2 separate regions of the Mus musculus genome follow, and region 1 is linked to region 2. Evidence: chromatin contacts called from public Hi-C data. All regions are on one chromosome and are shown on one strand. The core of a region is the stretch at or near the end of the contact, and the rest is flanking DNA. Distances in the headings are between cores, read along the strand shown.

What was found. A called contact is a pair of places that touch in the nucleus more often than the background predicts.
Region 1: a Hi-C map of B cells shows a contact between it and region 2, with 5 read pairs. The contact joins the promoter of Ppp1r14b here to the promoter of Kdm2a in region 2. A contact is called at or near these places in 4 of 39 promoter capture datasets (cranial neural crest, hippocampal neurons, liver and 1 more), 1 of 484 Hi-C or Micro-C datasets (B cells) and 2 of 9 other capture datasets (adipose tissue and liver).

The regions. Positions count from the first base shown.
Region 1 is chr19:6,972,287-6,978,456 of GRCm38.p6, reverse strand. Ppp1r14b (protein phosphatase 1, regulatory inhibitor subunit 14B) reads right to left here and starts at 3,409. Exons shown (of 4, transcript NM_008889.2): 1 at 2,951-3,409; 2 at 1,830-1,913; 3 at 1,567-1,599; 4 at 1,133-1,475. The coding sequence starts at 3,208. The coding sequence ends at 1,407. Fkbp2 (FK506 binding protein 2) reads left to right here. Exons shown (of 6, transcript NM_001166368.2): 4 at 21-67; 5 at 411-446; 6 at 523-720. The coding sequence ends at 584. It overlaps LOC114841036 (Uncharacterized protein LOC114841036), which reads left to right. Exons shown (of 6, transcript NM_001370419.1): 4 at 21-67; 5 at 411-446; 6 at 523-872. It overlaps Gm52400 (a long non-coding RNA gene), which reads right to left. Exons shown (of 3, transcript XR_003952919.1): 3 at 5,230-5,778. It also overlaps a transcript of Plcb3 not described here.
Region 2 is chr19:4,395,231-4,401,375 of GRCm38.p6, reverse strand. Kdm2a (lysine (K)-specific demethylase 2A) reads left to right here and starts at 4,299. Exons shown (of 21, transcript NM_001001984.2): 1 at 4,299-5,065. It overlaps 9430078G10Rik (transcription initiation factor TFIID subunit 4), which reads right to left and starts at 5,492. Exons shown (of 3, transcript XM_030251152.1): 1 at 5,483-5,492; 2 at 3,926-5,046; 3 at 2,735-3,265. The coding sequence starts at 5,492. The coding sequence ends at 2,735.

The DNA of each region.
Region 1 (6,170 bases), core at 2,160-4,659, 2.6 Mb before region 2:
AAGCATGTGTCATCCTGCAGGATGTGTGAAGGGGAAAAGCGGAAGTTGGTGATCCCATCCGAGCTGGGTAAGAGGCCCTTGGGGTTGGGAGGTAATGGGGAGAGGGCTTAGATGTGCCTAAGGATGAATTAAAGTTTCACTGGTCCCCACTCCATTTAGTCATGGCAGCATATACGCCACTTTCAAGTCTGGCTTGTGTTCAGCAGCCAGGATTGAGGAAAGCTCGCGCTAGCTGAGCTGGTGACAACTGCAGAGCAGTAGAGAGTGACAATTGTAGATCGCTCAGTGCCAGACTTTTGGTGTTCTCACCCTCTCCTGTCACCCCTGCAAACCCCCCCCCCCCCATCCTTTATGTGGGCTAGAAGGGAGCCTGGCCACAACTTAACTCTTTGTCTTTGTGCTTTTGACAGGGTATGGAGAGCGGGGAGCCCCCCCAAAGATCCCAGGTAATACCCTTACCACCCTCAGCCCGTCACTCTCCCAGCGTCCCAGGTCCCAGTCTGATGGCACTTCTCTCTCCAGGTGGAGCAACCCTGGTGTTTGAGGTGGAGCTGCTCAAGATTGAGAGACGCTCAGAACTGTAGCAGGCTGCAGAGGGCTAGGAGGCCCCCCCGTCAGGGACCAGAACTGTAGCAGGCTGCAGAGGGCTAGGAGGCCCCCATCAGGGACCAGACTGTTTAAAAACAAAAACAAACAAAAAAACCTTTAAAACCCCCAAGAGTGAGTCTGTATTTCTTTGTGGATCCTAAGGAACTTAGATTAGTACCTTAGCATCAGTGTTAGGGCAGGGCACTGGTGTAACGTGAATGGGTTGGTCCCCAAGTTGAACCCCCAGCATGGGGGAAGGGAAAATAAAACCAGCTTCAATCTCATATCATATCTTCCCTGATAATTGCAGAGCGTTGAGGTTTAGCCTCAACAGCCTAGAGACCTTACCCAGTGCGGATAAAAACTCTGAAGACTGTAGGTAGCAACACTGCTCCCCAGCTGCTTGGAATAGCAATCTGGGAGTCAGCCTGAGTTATCACCATGGCTACATGGGCTCCAAGAAGGCCCAGGATCACCTGGGGAGTAGACGAGCTGGTGACAATTGTAGAGCAGTGTGTCCCCCGTAAAAGACCAGCCAAGCCTGTTAGCTGCTCCAAAGGCTGTATCCTAGCTTTATTTTTAAAGGGCCTGCGCCGCAGAGTCAATATAAAAACACAAAAAGTCCCGTCAGTTTAATAACAATAAAAAACCCCAAAAGTGGAAAACTGAGGGCAAGGGAAATGACCCCTAGGCAGGGGCACGGGGATCCCTGCTCATGGCACCAGGCCTGGCTGCAGGGTCCCCCGGTATTGCTGTTGCTACGAGGTTGGGGGGCAGCGATTGTCCTGTGGGAGCCACGGCCGTCTGAGTCAGGACCCTCATTTCTTCTGGGGTGTGCTCAGCTTCTGCATGCCCCGGATCTTGTCCAGCAGGCCAGAGATGAAGGCCTAGATAGGAGGGGGCTGTTAGAGAGGCCAGGATCCCGATGATAAGCTGCACACATACACACCCACCCTAAGGGCAAGGAGAATAGCTTACCTCAGTGGGTTTGTAACAGTCAACTAACAGCTCCTGGCAAGGGAGAACACAGCACATAGTGACTTCTTGAGGACAGGGGCTCTCAGTTCACCTATACCCTCCCCAGGGACTGAGGCCACTTAGGAACATAGCTAAGTTAAGTTCCGTGAGCCTTATTTTTCCAGAGGCAGATGACCCAAACCAAAGAAGGTATGGCCCTAGGGCCAAGCCTCCCCAAGGGGCCGTGTCTCCAGACAACCCTCCACTAGGTGACCTCAGCTTACCTTGACCCTAGCAGCCCGGGTATCATCACTCTCCATGTCTAAAAGTTCATCCACATCTATCTCGAGCTCCGGGATCTCCTCCTCCTGGGGTAGAGGCGGGGAGAAGCACAGACAAGTGTCTCAGCCAGGAGAGGGTGTGGAGAGGGCTCCCTGCCTCACTCAAAACCAGCCCAGCCCTCCTTGCCCAGCAAAGACAGCTGCTCTGGGAAGGAAAACAGATCAGGTCTGTGCCAAGGCAAATTGCCCAATGAGGGGGAACTTCCTGTCCCTGCCAGTGGGCACCAGGGGCGCCAGACAGACAGGGCTGGGGACCTTGGGCTTTGAACCTAGCAGATGTGCCTTCTCAGCATCCGGGACCTCCGGCTCACCAGAGCACTGGTGGGCCAGCTGTCCTAGTTCATCACAGCCCTCCCCTCCCCCAAACACCTGTCACAGCTTCCTGGGGGGGGGGGGAGGAAGTGAGGGTGAGGGGTCAGTGTGAAAGACCCATGCTTGATAAAGGGGAAACAAAGAGCCCATGCTTTGAGGAGAAAGGGGTACACCCCCCTCCCCAAGGGTACAGCTATCACACTTGGAGCCAGCTGCATTCCAGGGCTGGGCTAGGGTAGGCATTAGAGGGCAGGCCCACTCCTCCACCCTACCCCTGGGGGCCTGAGTCACCATCTGAACAAGCAAGGAACATGGGGTGGAGAACCAGAGCTGGGAGAGCTGGTTAACCTGTCTCTGTAGACAGAATGGCAGGCTAGCCCACAACAACTCCTCAGATCCTTTGTAACACTTGAGACAGTTAAACTAGTACCTTTCAACTAGTGTCGATGCTAGCCCAGACTAGACTAGACCTTTCACTGTTAGCCCAAGCTAGACCCCTGCCTCCAGCAGGCTATCTAGTTCTTCTAGACTCGGCGAGGACACTATGCTTAACCTGAGGCAGTACCACGAAGGACGCAAGGTCCCGGGCAGCGGAGAAAGCTAGAGTGTCTTAGGTCAGGCAAGAAAGAGCGCACACTCACTGGGAGCGGCGAGTGCAAGACCGGTGGCTTGGCAGCAGAGCTCCCATTGACTCTGGAGACAGACCGACTTAGGGCCGATTTTAGGGTATCCGCGCGGGGTGGGGAGCACACCTGGCAGTCGTAGAGTCGCGTGAGCTGTTCTAAAATCCACTCCTCCAGGTTGAGGCGCTTCCGTAGCTCCTTGCGGTCGTACTTGACGGTGACCTTCCCTTGCCGTCTCACCGGGCCATCGTCATCAGCGCCCCCCGGGCCTTCGCCTGCGGCCCCAGGGGGACTCTGGAAGTAGACTCGGGGCCCTGTGCTGCCACTGCCCGGCCCGGGGGCCGGGGCAGCTAACGCCGCGCCCCCCGCGGGGCCGCTGTCCGCCATGGCGGCCGCCGGGGCCACGTGCGCGCTCGGGCCCCTCCCTGCGCCGCCGCCTCCCGGACGCCCGCCGGCTGGCTCCCGGCCGCTGGCTCCGGTTAGCTCGCGGGCTCCGTTCCGCGCAGCTCCGCGGCGAGGGCGGCGGCGGGGGCGCCCGGGGGCAGCTGCAGCATGCGGAGCCCCCGGGCTTGGCCTGGCCGCGCCCCGCCCCCTCCCCACCGATCCGCCCGCCCTTTGTCCCCCGCGGCCGCCGCCCGAGCCGCCGCCGCTGCCGCTTTCTCTGTCTTGCTCTCTTCCCCCGCCCCCCGACCACACCCCCTTAAAGGGCCAGCCCCGCTTCAGGCCCCCTCTCCCCAACCCCGCCTCCTGAAAGGGGATAGGGGAGGATCTACTTTGCCGGGTTTGGGGACTGTCTGTCCGGTTTCCTATAACTTAACCTCTGGCCTCAAACCTAGACTTCTAGGTGTCGGATGCCTGGATCTTCACGCCACTAGGACCATAGTCCTCTTCTGACCCTGTTTCATTCTGTCACTAAGGTAGAAACAGACAGTCTAGGCATGAGACGGTGTGGGCGCAGATGCGGTGAGGAACGTGCGGGACCCTTGGTCATCAAGGGGCGAGAGAACTTCCGCGCATGGGTCGACACGTGGACAGGGCTTCCGGGGATCGGAGGTGTAAAGGGGTCCAGGCACTGCCCAGGTGCCGGCCGGGATGCCCTACTTGGTCTGGTCTCACGCCCCTCAAGGAAGAGCTCGGGGTGGGGGCGTGTAGATTTGGCCGTTTGGCTTACAATAGCCAGGACTGGGACGACCACCGCCCACCGGCTGAGATGGCGGCGCGCGTGGTATTGTGGGCAATGTAGTCAGCGGCTCGTCGATGCTGCCCCTCCCAGCTGCAGAGCCCGCATTGAAGCGCAAACTTGTTTGGGGCGCGCCCCTCTGAGCTGGCAGGATTGTGCTGGGCGAGGCCCTGGGCGCCCCGCAGCTTGAGCGTGTGCAAAGGAGGAAACTCGGGTGCAAAGAGCTAGCATGTGGGGAAGCCAAAACTCACAATGATAAAGGTAATAATAGCAGTTGACCCCAAATGAGCGTTTATTGGGACCCCTGCCTGTTCTGCTGTAGGGACAGCAAGCTAGTTCACCCAGTAACTTCTCGATCCTTCACACTTTAGGAGGCCACCTTCCAGTCTTCCTTTATTCTGTCTGCATCTTTAAATTGTTTCATTCATTCCTTTGTCTTTCTGCTAGAAAGCGAAAATTTGGTGGGCCAGAGCTCTGAGGACTCTGCTGATACCTTAGCTTGGGTCAGCGTGCTCCTTGTCAAACCTACAGGCATTAGGACACTATTAGGTCCATACCGAATTCTAGCTCGAAAAACTCTCAGACTCAGGCAAAGGACTCTCCATCCTATTGGTTGAACAAACGACCGAAAAGAGGTGGTGGGTGGGGGGGGGGGGACCGATGGACTTCCTCTGAAGGCTGTGGGGAACATTAAACGGGAAAACTCGTGGACACTTCAGTTGTGAGAGCACATAGTTAAGTCACAGGGCTATATAAAGGGGGAGCTGGGATTTTGAGCCCGGGCTGTATGACAACCACCACCACCACCACCACCACCACACACACACACACACACACACACACACACACACACACACACACACTAAGGCAGAGTCTCTACCAGTCTCCTGCCACCCACTCCATCTCATACTACCCAAGGAGGTTGTGTAGCACTTTCTGGATGTCTCTATGGCTCTCAGTTTCAAATAGTCTCAAGATTACAGGGACAGCAAGTCCTAGCCCTGTATGGACATCTTCTGAGCAGGCAGATTTCAGAGTTTGGCTTAGGGTCCCACAGATGCTGCTACCTCCAAACTCAAACCCGGGACTTTAGGCTTTTTTTTTTTTTTTTTTTTTTTTTCGAGACAGGGTTTCTCTGTATCGTTCTGGCTGTCCTGGAACTCACTCTGTAGACCAGGCTGGCCTCGAACTCAAAAATCTGCCTGCCTCTGCCTCCCAAGTGCTGGGATTAAAGGCCTGCACCACTAGGCTTCTCTTTTATGCTACTTTTTGTTATTTTATGTGTTACAAATTTATGTTATGACCACTTTGTATATGTGTATGCAGTACGTGTACCACCCCAAGACTATGGAGGACAGAACAAGGTTTTGACTTTCCTAGAACTGGAATTACAGGTGTTTGTGAGCCACTATGTGGGTGTTGGGAATTGAACCTGGGTCCTCTGCAAGAGCAAGTGTTTTTAATTTCTGAAGCATCTCTTTAGCCCCCTCGATGCTATTTTTTTGGAGAGAAGCCACAGCGTTTAGGGATGTAGGTCAGGGGTAGAGCACTTGCCCAGCATGTGCAAGGGTATGGGTTTGATTCCCAGTACCGTAAAGATAAAGTAAAGGGAGATGAGTCTGGGGAAGTAGCCGCCTTGGAACAGTGCTTACCTAGCACGCACCGTGCCGTGGGTTCGATCCACAGCACCACATACAGTTGTTATCATCGCAGTTGTGCAGGCAGGAGGCTGAGAAGTTCGGGCTCATCCTTGGCTGCTGGGTGGGCTTGAAGCCAGCTTGTGATACATGAAACAATAAATAAGTAAGCCGAGAAGGCAGGTGGGGAGTGAGCTGCTTACTGAGGAGAGCGGCTGGGGGGGAAGCCCTCTGGTTCTCAGTGGGGGGAAGCACTGCAGTAAGCTGATGTTTCTTCCCTTAGCAGCCCACAGCCCACTGTCTGACATTAGCTTCTCTTCAGCTAGCCTGGACAGCCCGGGAGGTTGGCTCCTGCTGCTGTTGCAGTTTAGGCGTGACCCTTGCATGTTGAGCCTGACTTCCTCCTCCATGCCTGCACTAATGGGAGAGTCTCTTTTCCCAGGAACAAATTCCCTGCATGCCCAGCTCACCCCACTAAGGGCAGAGCAGCTCTTTTTGAATCCCAGCATGGGTTTGTACCTTGAAGGAATGG
Region 2 (6,145 bases), core at 3,050-5,549:
CTGAAGACAGCTACAGTGTACTTACATATAATAAATAAATAAATCTTAAAAAAAAAGACATATGAAGCTATAGTTGCAGATTGTTACAGGCTAGCCAACACAGGAGTTGGGAACCAAACTTATATCCTCTGCAAGAGCAGTACGTGCTATGTCCAGCATTTATTGTGTGGTGATGCCTACCTGTAATACCAAGGTCAGAGACAGAGACAGGCAGGTGTCTGACTTTAGACCACCTTGGTCTACATAGCAACTTCTTGACCATCCAGGACTGCTCAAGTGAGACCTTGTCTTAAATGAAAAACAAAACAAAAAACAAAGAGAAAGAAAGATGGAAGCTGGATATGGTAGCACTTGCCTTTAGTTTCGGCACTCGGGGAGGCAGAGGTAGACAGATATGATAGCTGTTCCTGGTTGTCGACTTGATTACATCTGGAATGAACTACAATCCAGAAATGGAGGGCTCACCTGAGATCTTGACACAGGCTTCTGATTTGGATCTTGACATGGGATGGCACATGCTTTTGAGCCAGATATTGAGGCTTAGTAGCCATGAAAAAGCTCAGTTTCAGGTAAGGTGGTACAGGAGACAGGCAAGCACATCTCTGAGTTCAAGGCCAGCCTGGGACAGAGCAAGTTTCATGTATAGAAAAGCTTAGGTCCAGGCATGGTTATGCATACCTTTAATGGTGGCTACACCTTCTGCTGGAAGCCTACACAAGGACAACAGGAAGAGGAAGGGTTCATTTTTCTTTACCTGCTTGCACACATCTGCCAGCAGATCTGTTGGAACCTGCTTCTTCAGGATTTCAGCCTATAAGAAGACTGGCTAAAACACCTAGCCTTGTGGGACTGAGCAACTACTAAATTCTTGGACTTCCCACTCATACCTGCCCGTTGTTGGGCAGCAGACTGTAAGTCATTCCAATAAATTCCCTTAATATATAGAGACATTTCATAAGTTCTGTGACTCTAGAGAACCCTGACTAATATAGCAGATCTCTGAATTCAAGGCCAGCCTGGTTTACAGAGTTCCAGGGCATCCAGGGCTCTGCCACACAGAGAAATCCTACGTCAAAAAGCAAAAACAAACTACCACCAACAAAGAAAGATACTGGGGCTGATAAAATGGCCCAGTTGGTAAAGTGCTTGCCTGAGTTTGAGCCTTAGAATTCATGTAAAAAGAGATGGGTACTCATACTGTACTTGCAATCTTAATGATGGAATGGCATAGACAGATATTTCCTTAGCGTACCCTGGCCAGCCAGCTTACCTACTTGGGAGTTCCAGGTCAGTGGGAGACTTTGTCTCTAAAAGAAGAAAAAGGTAGATGGTCCCTGAGGAATGTTACCCAAGGTTGTCCTCTAGCCGATACACACCTTGCCTCCATACATAGGCTCGCATATTTGGGTTTGTATGCACTATGAGGGCAAGCAGACAGACACTGACACACATATGCATAAAAAGCTGAAATGAGTTTACAGTTTATTAAGATACCAGATGATTCCAGATAGGGACCATTTTATCAAGGCTTCTAGGATTTTTTTTCTTCCTTCTCATAAACCACTTATCTCCTCTTTCTTTAGCTCCATAGTTCAAAGGTCTAGTGGCCTTCTTGGGGAACTGCCCCAGTTCTAGACTTCTGGAATGATTAAAGGCAAAACAGTAGTCCTCCCAGATCTGCCCCTACCCATCAGAGCCACTATGATTTGGGGTAATACGATGGGCCATCTGCTTTGGTAGATGGCAGCCAGCCTGTAGAGACAGTATTGTTTAGTCAGTTCCCCTACTGTAGTGTAGTTGAGATTTTTGTTTTATAGCTACAAAAATCCTGATGTCTTTGGGGCCACACCTGCCACTGGATATAAAAGACTACCGCCTTTTTCTGAGACAGGGTTGCACTCTGTAAGGCCAAGCTGACCTGAATTCATTATCCACATAGGTTGGCTTTTAACTTATGGGACTCTTCCTGCCTCAGCCTCTGTGGAGTCCTAGGATTGCCTCCCAAGTGTGAGTCACCACACGGGTAAGAGTACTAGTTTAAAACATATTTTACTATAGCCTGGAACACCAAAAGAGGCCTTCAATCTGGCAAAGTTTCTGACAGTGACTCTTCGAAGCAATGCTCTAAAAAGTCTGAAAAGCAACTGGTATCAGAATAAAGTGACTTTGCTCAGTGCCTGGCTGCAAGATAATGAGACCATACAAACCAATCACTTTTGTTGTGAGATGTTTCTGTTGGCAGTTGCAGAGCTGTGAACCTCTATCACAGTAATATGCACACGTTTAATCTTATATTCCCATTGTTTAGTTTTAAAACGAGTTTAGAAACACAAAGCTCTTTCTCTTGTCTACTAAAGATGTGAAAAGCAGCAGAGAATGTCTGTTAAAATCCTGTGTGCAAAACTTTTTGCTGTATTAAGTAATACTTTGGATTTAAGGAGTGTCTTTCTTTACCCCAGTTCAAACTGTGATAGCAAAAGAAAGTATCATTTTTTCCAACTGTCGGCCACTAACGTCTTCCTAAAAGACCTAGAAGGCTGTTTACGAACGTTATTATGATAGCTCTACCACGGTAGTCTTCCTCTTCCAACCCAGACTCTTCAGAATCAAGGTGAAGAGTTGGAAACCAAGGCAGGGAGAAAAAAATGTGACACCAGTCAGCAAGGGGAAAGTGCCAACCTCAAGCACTTGGATGTGTAGCGTCCAGGCCACCGTCCTTTGTGGGATTTACAATTTAAACGGGCCTCAAAGCACGAGATTGGCTGGGGAACTGCCCTGAGCGCAGTTGGGCTGCTCGCATGGCATTGCTGTTACCTCTGGCTGGGCTCCGTCGACGTCCGGAGCCCGCTTGCCCGTCGGGCGGCTGTCGAGCCGCGGGAGCCGGTTCGTCGGCAGGGCCGAGCAGCTTGGGCCGCCGCTGCCCCATCGCTGACCCTCGCGCGAAGCTGCGCACACAAACCGGAGACATTTTCTCGGCTGGGCCTCCCTCGCAAGCCGCGGCCCTGGGGTTAGGGGCGGCCCGCGCCCCTCTCCGTGGGGGGTGCCCCGACTCGCCGGGGGCGGGGTCACGTCCCACCCGGGCCGCCGAGGGCACCGGCGCTACGGAAACCTGAGCGTGGCCAACAGCAGGGGCTCCCTGGGCCACCTCCCTGGGAGCCTGCGGCCCGCAGTGGGGTGTGCTAGCTGCTGCCACCCCTGAGCCGTCGTGGATCCCACTGTCGCGCACAGCACCTGTGGACTCCCTTGTCAAGCGTCTGGAGCTGCCCTGAGGGAACAGAGCTCGGGACAGACATGCTACTGCTACCGGTTCCTGCCCCTTCGGAGCGGCGAGGAGTGGGTGAGGCGAAACCGGTTCGCTGCACGGACAGGAGCTCCCCCCGTGCTAAGGGCGGCCAGGCCCTGCAGCGGGGGGCGCAGGGGCCTACTCCGGGATGGCGAGCAGGTGGGCCTCGGCCGGCCGGCGCGTGAGGGAGGGCGCCCGGCGGGAGGGCGCTTCTTTCCGTGCACTCCCTGGGTCTGACAAGACCCGAGCACAGCACCCGGCTCTGGCCCGCTCCCATGGCATGACCCCGGGGGACCCCGCGTTGAAGCGGCCAACGGCTGCCCTGACCCAGGCCGTCTGGCCCACGTTTGTGTGACCCGTCTGACCACCCAGCAGAGGTGGCTCGAAGGGGAAGGGGAGATGCTTCCTACTGCTTGGGGCGGGGTGCTGTGTTTTGTGGGGGTCGGGGGTCACAACCCTCCCTAGAGTAGTGGGGGAGGGAGGGCGGCTGGCGCAGCTGGCCGGCGGTGGGCGGGGTCACCGGCGAAGTTGCGAGTGTGTGTGTGTGTGTGTGTGTGCGCGCGCGCGCGCGTCTGTGTGTGCGTGTGTGTCTGTGTGCGGGTGTGGGGGAGAGAGAGAGCGCGCGCGGAGGAGGCTCGCGACTGGCGCGCAGGCGCAGGCACCCGGTCGAGCCGGCGACCTGAGAGGAGGCGGGCAGGGAGCGGGGGCGGTAGGCCGGCCAGAGGGCGTGCGGGCTGACGCGAGGGGGGGAGGGCGGGGAACCGCGTCGGCGTCGCGGGGCGCGGGCGATTCGAGGCCGACGCAATCGGCGCGTGCGCGCTCCGGCGGTGTGTCCGTGGTAGAGGGGGCGGGGTGGGGTGGGGGGAGTGACGCGTGCGCGTTCACGTGTGTCCCGGAGAGCGGTAAGACGCGCAGGGAGGCTCGAAAGAGGTGGGGGTGGAGAGGCGACGGGAGGGAGGGGGTGGTGGTGAAGAGAGGGCGCCTGCGCAGTGAGGCCGGAGGAGCTGTGTGTATGTGAGAATCTGACGGGTTCAAAATGGCGGCGGCTGCTTCAGCGGATCCTCCTGTGTGAGGGAAACAACACCCCTCCCCGGCAGCGGCGGCGGCGGCGGCGGCGGGCCGCAGAGCACCTTTCCAGTTCCCGGGCCCGTCGCGGTTGTTTCCCTCCCGGGCAGTGGGCTCTTCGCGTGGAAGGGCAACGTCAGGGGGCCCATCCCCCGGAGTCCCTCCTCTGCTACTGGGGAGTAGCTGGGGGTGTACGGGGGATCGTCCCGCAGCGCGGAGCCCCGGCTCAGGGGACGACGCAAAGGCAGCCGAAGGCCCCCGGTCAGGGCGCTTCGCTGCTCCCGCCCTCTCCGCCCCCCGGGGCCGGGGCCCGCGTTCCGGGGGGCCGGGCGGCGCGGGGAGCGTCGGCCGGGCGGGTCTCAGCTGATCGGCCGCGGTTCCTGGGCTTCGGTAGCGGCTGTGGCCGGCTGAGGGTACCGAGAGGAGGGTGTTTCCCGCGGCCCGGTTGACCCGGGTCTCGGGCTGGGGCTGCTGACCGCCAGCTTGGGGGAGTAGCCGAGTGGTCTTGCTTCCCTGACGCCTCGGACGCGGAGTCTGTAAAAGCCAGAAGAGGAGGTTTGATTCAGTAACTGTTTCCTCTTTTCCGGGTCGCTCTGACCCTTCTCTGGATACTGGGTTAATACACAGAAATACCGAAGACGACGTTTGGGATTTTATTTTGTCTGTGTTTGGAATTTTACTTCTCTCTTGGACAAGAACTCAAGAACAAAATCCTCGGTGAGATTTCCCCTCCCCCCTCCCCCGCCCTGGGAAGTTTGGTTCCCGGTCTTATCTAAAGACTTAATGTAAAGTTTTTATTTCTTTGCAAGGGGTGAGCCACAGAACGCCTTTTCCCTAGGGGAGCAGTCGAGGTTTACCGCTTTGCTGTCCGGCCCTGGGGTGCAGACTGTGTCCCTCGCGACCGAGGCCGAGGAGGGCAGTGCCACGAACTGCTCTCGCAAACTATGTCATCGGGTCCTCTGAAAGGATTTTGTTAACGTGGCCGTATTATATTTACAAGAGAGAAAAAAAACATTTGTATATCCAATTAGAAGCCATTATTCTGGAGAAAGATATTTAGAAAAACGAAAACCCTTGCTTGGTGTTGTGGATTGATTGACGTGCCAACCGGCCTTTATTTAATGGATGTTTCACCCGTATCCATATATCGAGACGTTTCATTTATTATTTACTCATCTAGATTAGATGGTATTTTTGCCTCCGTTTGCAACTCTCAAATTTGTTCTGTAGTTGTCCACCTTGAGGTGGATGGTAGTTTGGGGAAGGCAGTTCCTTACTAGAAGGATATGGGACATTGGTTTGAAGTCTTTCTGTAAAACCAAATTTTTCTTGCCCTCTTTTTTTTTTTTTTTAATGAAAGTAACCTCCCCGTTTTGCTTATAATTTGTTATTACCTGTTTGAGAACTCACTGGTTTAGGGTCTGGCTTAGTTTTGTGTGTACTTCACCTTCACCTGGCCATTCAGCACTTTAGAAATAAAAGTCCTTCCTGGGTTTGGTGCTGCACACCTTTGCCAGCACTGGGCAAGCAGAGGCAGTCGGGTCTCTTGTAAGTTGGAGGCAAGCCTGGTTGGTCTATGTTGTAGTTCCAAGACCACCAGGGCTATGTAGAGAGATCCTGTCTCAAAACAACAAAACTTAAACACACACACACACCAGCAAACATACAGAAGAAGAGAAGTAAAAGTCCTGAGCCTTTTCACCTGCATTATATCTGTGTAAGGGTCCCTTAGAACTGGAATCAGACAGTGACCTGCCATGTGGTTGTTGAGAATTGAACTCGGATCCTCTTGAAAAG